Linked DNA regions of Pan troglodytes: region 1 is linked to region 2. A link is a contact called in public HiChIP or PLAC-seq data. All regions are on one chromosome and are shown on one strand. The core of a region is the stretch at or near the end of the contact, and the rest is flanking DNA. Distances in the headings are between cores, read along the strand shown.

The links. HiChIP or PLAC-seq counts read pairs in DNA pulled down with a chosen protein or histone mark.
Region 1: an H3K4me3 HiChIP or PLAC-seq map of stem cell-derived excitatory neurons shows a contact between it and region 2, with 2.8 times the contacts expected there. The contact joins the promoter of STARD6 here to the promoter of MBD2 in region 2. A contact is called at or near these places in 1 of 7 Hi-C or Micro-C datasets (stem cell-derived neural progenitor cells) and 1 of 1 datasets of contacts at active chromatin or transcription factors (stem cell-derived excitatory neurons).

What each region holds. Positions count from the first base shown.
Region 1 is chr17:64,417,094-64,422,248 of NHGRI_mPanTro3-v2.0_pri, reverse strand. STARD6 (StAR related lipid transfer domain containing 6) reads left to right here and starts at 1,262. Exons shown (of 8, transcript XM_523930.6): 1 at 1,262-1,406; 2 at 2,734-2,817; 3 at 4,603-4,702; 4 at 5,083-5,132. The coding sequence starts at 4,607. C18H18orf54 (chromosome 18 C18orf54 homolog) reads right to left here and starts at 756. Exons shown (of 8, transcript NM_001279819.1): 1 at 335-756.
Region 2 is chr17:64,285,366-64,290,774 of NHGRI_mPanTro3-v2.0_pri, reverse strand. It overlaps MBD2 (methyl-CpG binding domain protein 2), which reads left to right and starts at 3,415. Exons shown (of 7, transcript XM_016933740.4): 1 at 3,415-4,070. The coding sequence starts at 3,529.

The sequences.
Region 1 (5,155 bases), core at 13-2,512, 130 kb before region 2:
ATGCCGAACAGGCTACTGATTTTATTTTACAAAACCTTGAAAGAGAAAGCTGTTGTATTGGTCTCCGTAAGTGGGTGATAACATTTACTAGTTATTTCAACTCACAGGACAGACAAAAAGAAAATGCACAATTTAAGTTCTATTATGAAAAGTTTTCCAACTTTTCCCCAAAAGAGTATACAAAAGTAGAATCTTTCAATAAACCCCTATGTACTCATCATCCTGCTTCCAACAATTGTAGCTAAAGTGGGTATGGACCCACCCACTTCTCCCCACTTCAGCCACAGGATTATTTTGAACCCCACATATCTCATGCAAATCCCATGTATCTTACCATTTCCTCCGTACAGGCTTCAGTTCGAATCTCCAAAAGAAAATCCATCACGCGGAAGAACAGAATGTTAAACTTATTGACAAGAAATTTTAACTAACTTTGATTCAAAAACAGAACGTTCAGTGTTAAATAGCCAATGGGAATATCGCACAGGAAATTAACAACAACTCTTGGAAACAGCTCTGTGACTGCTAAGTTAGGAAAGGGAACGTTTGTTTACTCGGCAGCAGAAAACCAGGAACCCATCGACCGGCCAGCGAAGGTCGCCCGTCTCCAGCAGTGCGCATCGTTCCCCTACCCCGGGCGCCCTGAATTCCAATTTTTCCAGTCCCAATCAGGCGACACCCTCCCTTTGGTGTTCCACCGCCCGTCAGTCACAGACACAGACAAGTTCTTCAATGAGATGCTATTCACTCCGAAACCATTTATTCAGCAGCCAGGGCGAGCGCAGCAATGGACTGAAGGAGAAGTGTTCGGAAGCGACAGCCCCAAAGCGCAAGCCCCTTCCTGTCGCCGCCTCAGGTCCCCAGACGCCCGTGTCAGCCCCCTCCGCCGCGTCCCGCGACCCTCCCTCGCCCAGGGGGCACTCCCCCTACAGTATTCTTCCTTCCACAGAGACTCCACAAGCGCCCTCCCTCAGGAGACGTCTCCTCCTCTTTCCTCGCCACTCTCCTTTCGCCTTTTCTCGGCTGTCACAACCCTCGAAAAGACACCCTCCTTTCCGGCCTAACTCACCCCTAAGGCCCCAAAATAAAAATAAAGGAAAACAAAAACAAAAACCGCACACTTCCACAGCTCTCCGCCGAAAGCTCAGGCCTGTTACCCAACGCGAGACACCACAAAGCATCCCCAACCCGGACACCGCTCCGCCTCAGGCTCGGCTCACTCGCAGCTTCCTCCGCAGTCACAGCGGAGCTCGACGCCCGCGCTCTCTTTCAAACCGCCCCAACATGGCGCCGGCCTGCGGTGCGCATGCGCGGCAGTGGGGCGCCGGGCGCGAGCGAAAATGAGGGAGCGGCCGACGAAGAGGAGAGGATGCTGTTGAGCGTTAGGTCGCGACCCCTGCTGGAAGGTGCTGTTTCTCCCTCCTTTCTGGGGCATCCAAGTCGCTGCCCCCCACGCCCTTCCAACCTCCGTCACAGCTATTCTCGGCCAGTTTGCGCGGGGACTGGCTGATCTCCCTTCGGCCGGCCCCGGGGTCTGCGGGAGGGGACTGGGTGGGGAGGGAGACTTAAGGGCGCTGGCAGCTGTCGTTCCGGTCGCTGAGAGTCGGCCCCACAGCTCCAGTTTTTCCAAGTGAGTTCAGCCTTCTCGCTTCCAGAGCATCCCCCGCCAAAAATAAGACATCGTCTCAGCTAGTAGGCAGTCCCCCCACCACTTCTTTCACTCCCTCTTCAGTGCCTTTCCTCTCACACCCCGGAGCCTCTCACACACAAAGCAGATGGGAGATTGGAGACCCGAGTTTAGCCAGGGATGGGATTTAACAAACTCCTAGGAAGCCTTGATTCCCAGGGAAGAATGGCAGTGACCCCGCACGGATTGGGGACCCAGTCAGGCAGCCCAGAAAGAGGGACATTGTACAAACAGATGTAAAGACTCACTACCATGTGTGAACCTGTCTGCAAGTCTGGAAAGAATCCAGTTTCAACCAATTGGTGTATCCAAAAAAGAGGCCATCCCAATGTTGATTTATGTTTATTTTCCACTGACCCTATGAGTGAAGATATCCTTGACCATGAGTCCATCTGAATATGTTCCAGTTCATCCGACGTTCCACCACCAGGCAATACAATTGTAGTCTTACTGTTTGCACTTTCTCCATTTTACCCTTTGTAGCCTACTAAATTTTACCTTCCCTTTTCTCTTAGCAAATGAAAAAGTCCGGAAGCTATAACGTTCAGTTTAGTGGTTAAATTAAACACAGGTCTATTGTGGCAGTAATAGTTGGTGATTTGAAAATAAGACATACCCTGCTAGTGGTATGTCCCAATAATCTTCAAAGTCTCTAGATCAATTAATATCAAGTAGGTTTCCAATAGGAAATCAAGAACGGTGTTTTATATGCTAAGACGAGCCCTGGTCAGGGATTAACAATCCTTGTTAATTGTTAATGACGTGAGCTTAAAAGCTTAAATTTTTGTATCCACGTTCCACCTAAATGTCTTTTTAAACTGAGTTCCTTTAAAATAGTTTCTTAAAGATTCTTTTTATAAACAGTATCTTTTAAAGTTTTTTTGTACTATCTTTTTCTTTCATCTTGGGGCATATATGTAGCAAATGTTTCCTAATGAAGACAAAGTATAGATAAAGGACACTGAGAAGATATAAAGAAAATTATCAAATATATTGACCTAATTCATGGATCAAAATAATTCTACTTCTGCCTTGTTTCCTCACAGGTTAAGAGATATGGAGATTTCCACAAGGATTTGGAGAGGAGCCTCAGCAGTTACTAAAATTCTGCATTAGATCTGTCAGGAAAGGTAAAGAAACCAGGACTCTGCTTGGAAAGAGGAGGTTATAATAATGGTTTACTAAAACTTTTCAAATATAGAGACTATCAACTACCTGTTGTGCCTTGCTGGAGAATTAAATAAGAGAAAATAGATTTATGATCCAACCTGAAGAGTTTTAAGTGAGAGCTAAGGAAGAAATGTTCCAATAATTAAACTTTAAGAAGGTTTATTTAAGTGCTTAAGGAAGCAGATCTTTGGAGAGTTTTTTAAATGATGGATTTACATGTGTCCATTTTTTTTAAAGAGAAACTAACTATTTTGATAACCTTGTATAGGGCTCCATACTGTTTCAAGCATTTTTACATATATTAACTCAACTAATCCTTATAATGATTCGGTGAGATAGATATTATTATCCCCATTCTATAGATATGGAAGTTGAAGTTCAAAGGTTAAGCAATTTATCCAAAATAATATAGCTGGTACTAAGTGACAAAGTCAGGATTTGAATCCAGTTCTGTTTTCACCTTACCTGCCAGCTTCCCCTAACTGAAAGCTGGATGATGACCCAAAGGACCAGTGAGACTGCAGCTTCCGGAACTCATTCACAGCAGAAATAGTTATGTCTAGTATCTTACTCAACTGTTGTTGCTACATCTACCACAGTGCCTGTCTCAGTCCTTTTGGGCTGCCATAAGAAATTACCAAAGACTGAATGACTTGTAAATAATAAATTTATTTCTCAGAGTTCTGGATCCTGGAAGTCTGAGATCTGGGTGCCAGCATGGTTAGGTTCTGGTGAGGGCCCTCTTCTGGTTGCAGACTGCTAACTTCTGGCAGTGTCCTCACATGGCAGAAGGGGCCAGTGAGCTCCCTGGGGTCTCTTTTGTGAGGGCACTAATCCCATTCATAAGGGCTTTGCCCTCATGACCTAATCATCTCCTAATATCACCCTGGGAGTTAGGATTTCAACATATGAATTTTAGGGAGACATAAACATTCAGTCCATTGCAGTTTCTAACTTCAAGCAGGGTTCAATGTGTTTAAATTGAGTTGATTTAAACTTGATCCTGTCTGAGGAGGTGACATTTAAGCAAAGATACCTATGAAACAGTCAGTTATATGAACACATTGCAGAAGACAGTGACAAGCAGGAGGAACAGCAAGTACAAAGAACCTGAAGTCAGAAATTGCTTTATTGTATTTGAGGAACAGCCAGGAGATCAAATGATTGAAGCTAAGTGGACAAGAAGAAGACTGGTAGGAGGTATATTTGAAGAGGAAGCCAGGGGTCAGATCATGTAGTGCCACTGCTACTCACTTTAAATAATCCTCAAGAACACATAACCAACAGCTCATAATGCTTAACAAGACAAAGGACGCATGATTAAACTGTTAGAAATTAAAATTATTTATTGAATGACTATCGTATGCCAGGCACTGGATAGAACCTTAAGCATATCATCTTATCTAATCCTCACGCTAATTCTACAAGACAGATATTATCCTAATTTTACCTTGAGAGAAATGGAAAAACAGAAATATTAAGTAACATGCTTCACACAGTAGGTGGCAGAGGCAAGATATGACCCAGGTTTCTGATTCCAAAGTCTAGATTTTTCTACTATACCACAGTTTCTCATTTGAAAGACTGTAAGGAGAGAGGGGTTCATGCATACATGCATTCATCAAGTAATTATGTTCATTTCTATGTGACAGGCATTATAGAAATAATATTAAAATGTAAGATAGCACTTTTTAAGTTTTTATATGATTATATTCTTACCAGTTGTTTGTTTTTAAAACTTGCAGATAGATGGACTTCGACTTCAAGGCAATTGCCCAACAAACTGCCCAAGAAGTTTTAGGTTATAATCGAGATACATCAGGCTGGAAAGTGGTTAAAACTTCAGTAAGAAAATAAGTTAAATTATGTTTCAAGACTTTGTTTTTAAGTAGGAAACAATTCATTGTAAAGACTTTTTTAAAAAAATATTTTCTGTGCCAGGTGCAGTGGTGTGCACCTATAGTCCCAGCTACTCAGGAGGCTAAGACAGGAGGACTGCTTGAGCACAGGAGTTTGAGGCTGTCATGCACTATGATTGTGCCTGTGAATAGCCACTACACTACAGACTGGGCAACATAGTGAGACCCTGTCTCTGAAATATATATATATATATTTTTTTCTTTTACAAACCAGAAAAAAAAGTTTTTTTACTTTTGTTAGTTTTTCATTTTCATTTTTCCTGCATTTGACAGCTAATTATTTGTGGATTTTTATTCCCCTTTGAGAAAAAGATAACTGTTTCCAGTAAGGCTTCTAGAAAATTCCATGGAAATCTGTGAGTACAATCTTCTATTTACA
Region 2 (5,409 bases), core at 2,166-4,665:
CAAACCAAACAAAACAAACAAACAAACAAACAAAAAAACACCTGCTTTTATTGGGTATTTTATCACACTCAAAGATTTAAATGCAGGTTATATATTTGACAAAATATATAGTTCTCAAAATCAGTCTCACCTCCTAATATTCTTTGAAGTTTCATTACCTGAATTTTTTCTAATTTTCAAAATAAAAATCCATATTAACACCTTTCTTTAAAACAACTTTTTCTTTTCTTTTCTTTTCTTTTTTGAGACTGTTGCCCAGGCTGGAGTGCAGTGGCGTGATCTCAGCTCACTGCAAGCACCGCCTCCTGGGTTCACGCCATTCTCCTGCCTCAGCCTCCCGAGAAGCTGGGACTACAGGCGCCCGCCACCTCGCCTGGCTAATTTTTTATATTTTTAGTAGAGACAGGGTTTCACTGTGTTAGCCATGATGATCTCGATCTCCTGACCTTGTGATCTGCCTGCCTTGGCCTCCCAAAGTGCTGGGATTACAGGCGTGAGCCACCGCGCCCGGCCACAACTTTTTCTTTAATGGCTTAACTTCATTCAGCTTTACCTACTAAACAATAAAGGGAAAAATCAAAGAAAGAATAGTCTTCTAGGGGTGACAGTTGGTGTTTTAGCACCTGCCTTTATACCTGGGAGGCAGAGATCACAGGTGCTTACATCTCTGTTGTTCATTTAGTGGACCAGATTTCATACATAATCCTATCTTGCTTTTGTCTTTCACTTTCTCCAAGAGATAAGCTAGCAAGCCTTCTCCATTGTAAGAGAGACCAAATTGAAAATTTGGTCACAACTTTACTACCCGAGAAAAATAACGTTGCTATGCTTCCTGGAGGAGTGATAGAAAATGCATTTTCCTAGAATTATAAAAGGTTTATTATTTGTCCAGTATTTTAAGAGAAACAAAGGGGTCTGTCTCTCAGGTATTTAGCATCTATTCTTAACTCTTTTAGCTCTCAATCTAGTCCCCTTTGGAATTTATTGTTGCCTTAATTGGAGTATTTTTTTTTCTTTTAGTGGGAGAATAAATAAGAGCATTTATTTTTATTTAATTTTTTTTTTTTTTTTTTTTTTTACTTTGCTCTATGGTATCACAGCAGAAAAGTTCAAGTGTAACCAAAAAGCTTTTGACATGTCTAAATGAGATTTTTCTTAACAGAGGGAACATTAAGCTACATCTTCTGGGATTTAGCAAATGGAATCTGGTAGTAGAAGTCAAAATAATGACCCGAAAATCCTGTGATTTATTTCTTTAAGCATGCTTTTATATCCAATGTATCATTTGATCTACAGCCTTATTAGCACAGCATGAAAAGGTAGAATTTTCCAAAAGTATACCTGTTCCCATCTGTTGTCTCAACTACCTGTCTCAATTACCGTTTCTACTGAGATTTTTGCTCATGTTTACCCTTTACTTTCCATTATGTGTGAAAATCAGAGTACTCTCTTATGTCATACAAACTTTAATATCATTTTTTTCCTTTATTCCTTCAGTGGAACCTTAAGTATTGGCATTCCTCAAGATTCAGTTCTTGATCCTCTTTCCTTTTATTATTAACCACGCAAGCCCTTCCTTGGAGAGCTTACTTACTTGCAGGGCCTCCTTCAACTGTCACTTTCACAAATGACTTTTTTTTTTGAGACGGAGTCTCGCTCGGTTGCCAGGCTGGAGTGCAGTGGCGCGATCTTGATTCACTGCAATCTCCGCCTCCCGTGTTCAAGCGATTCTCTTGCCTCAGCCTCCCGAGTAGCTGGGATTACAGGCGCACGCCAGCACGCCCAGCTAATTTTTGTATTTTAATAGAGACGGGGTTTGACCCTGTTGGCCAGAATGGTCTCTATCTCTAGACCTCGTGATCCGCCGGCCTCGGCCTCCCAAAGTGCTGGGATTACAGAAGTGAGCCACCGCGCCCGGCCACAAATGACTTCTTTTTTTTTTTTTTTTTTTGAGACAGAGTCTCGCTCTGTCGGCCAGGCTGGAGTGCAGTGGCGTGATCCAGTTCACTGCAAGCTCCGCCTCCCGGGTTCACGCCATTCTCCTGCCTCAGCCTCCGGAGCAGCTGGGACTACGGGCGCCCGCCACCACGCCCAGCCAATTTTCTGCATTTTTAGTAGAGACGGGGTTTCATCGTGTTAGCCAGGCTGGTCTTGAACTCCTGACCTCAGGTGATCTGCCCGCCTCTGCCTCCCAAAGTGTTGGGATTACAGGCGTGAGCCACCGCGCCCGGCCCACAGATGACTTCTAAATGAATGTCTCCAGTACTGATCTCCTCAGAACTCATTTCTTGATGATTTTTTAGATTCACATTTCTAAATTTCTTGTAGGAAACCACAAATTAGTGTCTTTCAACTAAAGGACATTAAAAGAAGACTAAGGTCAGGTTTAGAGACAGACAAGTTTGCGTGTATGAGTTAATGTTTGCATATACTGCAAAGATAAACCAAATTAATTTTAGATTTTTGTTGCTTTATATTAATCAACTTTTTCTATACGTTAAACTTGGTCCTCAGTTTTTAGGGCATATGAGTATAGAAACCCAAGATAGCTTATCATCAGGCTGATAACATGTGCTTTACATTTTTCAATCTTCCAAATATTTCATAATATATTATCTTGAATATCAATAGCACACTTCTATAAATGTTCAACAACTTATAGAAAATATGCATTTCTAAAATTCAAGTTGGCAGACCGAAAAGAATACCACACAGTTTCCTAAAGGCTTGTGACAGTAAGTTAGGCTGGACTTTCAACATAATGGAATATTTACCAAATAAAAGGCCACTGATTTTTGTATTAGACAAAGACATCTGGAAATTTCTAGATGGATTTAGGGATTCTGGTCATTCTAAGGAGAATCTAGAGGTAAGCCCCATCTGACTCATGGGCATATTCCAAGTTATCATTTCTTTTCCTACATCCTTACAAGGTTCCAGGAGAATCTGTCAATGGCTCTGAAGCCAGGCTCAGAAGGGAACTGGTATTCAGCGAATGGGACACTTTGCTTCATTCCTTCATTATAAGCTCCCCTGCAAGCTTTGTGCAGAGGGGCGGGAAAAGGGGCTATCACCCCCTTAAATGAATAGCCGAGTTGGTGAGTATGTAATGTAAGATCTATTTTGCTTGTTATTCATTAATTGGGAAGCAAACATAGGTAAAATCACATAATGGTGGAGGTTACCCCGTTTGAAACAAACTAACCACAGTCACTATGACACCCCCAGCTGGTGGCTAGCCCGACCAACCTTCCCAGCTCCGCGCGCCCAGTGGGGGCCCGGGCCGGAAAAGCGCGGGAGGGGGCGTGGCCCCGAGAAGGCGGAGACAAGATGGCCGCCCAGAGCGCTTGGAGGACCTAAGAGGCGGTGGCCGGGGCCACGCCCCGGGCAGGAGGGCCGCTCTGTGCGCGCCCGCTCTATGATGCTTGCGCGCGTCCCCCGCGCGCCGCGCTGCGGGCGGGGCGGGTCTCCGGGATTCCAAGGGCTCGGTTACGGAAGAAGCGCAGCGCCGGCTGGGGAGGGGGCTGGATGCGCGCGCACCCGGGGGGAGGCCGCTGCTGCCCGGAGCAGGAGGAGGGGGAGAGCGCGGCGGGCGGCAGCGGCGCTGGCGGCGACTCCGCCATAGAGCAGGGGGGCCAGGGCAGCGCGCTCGCCCCGTCCCCGGTGAGCGGCGTGCGCAGGGAAGGCGCTCGGGGCGGCGGCCGTGGCCGGGGGCGGTGGAAGCAGGCGGGCCGGGGCGGCGGCGTCTGTGGCCGTGGCCGGGGCCGGGGCCGTGGCCGGGGACGGGGACGGGGCCGGGGCCGGGGCCGCGGCCGTCCCCCGAGTGGCGGCAGCGGCCTTGGCGGCGACGGCGGCGGCTGCGGCGGCGGCGGCAGCGGTGGCGGCGGCGCCCCCCGGCGGGAGCCGGTCCCTTTCCCGTCGGGGAGCGCGGGGCCGGGGCCCAGGGGACCCCGGGCCACGGAGAGCGGGAAGAGGATGGACTGCCCGGCCCTCCCCCCCGGATGGAAGAAGGAGGAAGTGATCCGAAAATCTGGGCTAAGTGCTGGCAAGAGCGATGTCTACTACTTCAGGTACCTCCCTGGGGGCGGGGAGGGGGATGGCGGGGTCAGGCCGGGGTCAGGGGTCAAGAGCGGGCCTGGTCAGGGGATGCCAGGATGAGCGCTGGGGCCCGGGGGGCATGTGGCAGGGACAGGCTGGTTTGGTGGTGGAAGGTGGCGGAACCCCTGGGTGAGAGTTGACCCCAGTGCGGTGGGAGGCAGTGTCAAAAGGTGAGGGCCCGCAGGAGGGCATCTTATGTGGAAGGCGTCGGGGAAGATGGTCTGCGAAGAAAGGGTTAGCCTGGCAGGGATGGTTAGTCCACTGAAGGGTTAAAAGGAGGTGTAATTCATCGAAACTATAAAACCCAGTCACTGTTGGCTCCTGTCCCAGCCTGTCCCAGATTCATCATCACAAGTGTTAAGCATGCACATGTGGAAGAATGAGCTATCTACAGTAACAAGGTTTCATTTACTTCATCCAAGAAAGTTTTGTATAAAGCAACTATTTGGAATGCCTGAAGTTTTTTTGGAACTTCTTGGTATTGCAGAATATACTCTTTTGAAACTGACACACTGTACTAAGTTTTTAGACTCCTAGACCAAAATTTGCTCCCCAGGGAACATTTGTCAATGTCTGGAGACATTTTCGGTTCTCACACCTGGGGAGGGTGTGATACTGGCATCTAGTGGGTAGAGGCCAGAGATGCTGCTACATATTCGATAATACAAAGGAAAGCTCCCACAACAAAGAATGATCTGGCCCAAAATGTCACCTGTGCTGAGGTTGAGACATCCTGTTTTAAAATGATTCAAGGTTTTTCACCTTAGTGTGATCTTGCAATCCCGTGGTCATGCTGCTGATGTCTTCAGTTTGTGTGACCCAGTAAGCTCAAGAAAGTGCCTATGGCAATTGACATCCCTGGACTTAATACACATTTACTAAATTTTGTAATAAGCCATGCTATTGATAGAAGATAATATAAACTTGTATTCAGTAGTTTGGAGGTACGTGTTTGTGGACTGACTGAAGCATTTTTCAGGGAATGTATATGGGTATTGGAGACAATTGTCATTTAGCTATTGTAATAATGTTATAAAGGATTTCCTGTCCTCTTCAAGTAGTTCTGGGAAAATGTGTCTGTACACATACCATGCTTATGAACTAAAAATACTTTTAACTAGATTGAAAAGGTTAAAGAAATGTACATACACATATATACATACATATGCACACACAAGAATGTGATCACTGCTGGTGCAGCATGTAAATACGAACACATTCCTGATGGTTGCTATATATGGATGAGTAGTTGTAGTAAGTTCACTTCACCTCAACTAAAAAATAAAAGTGATGTTTCGTAGAACTTAGTCT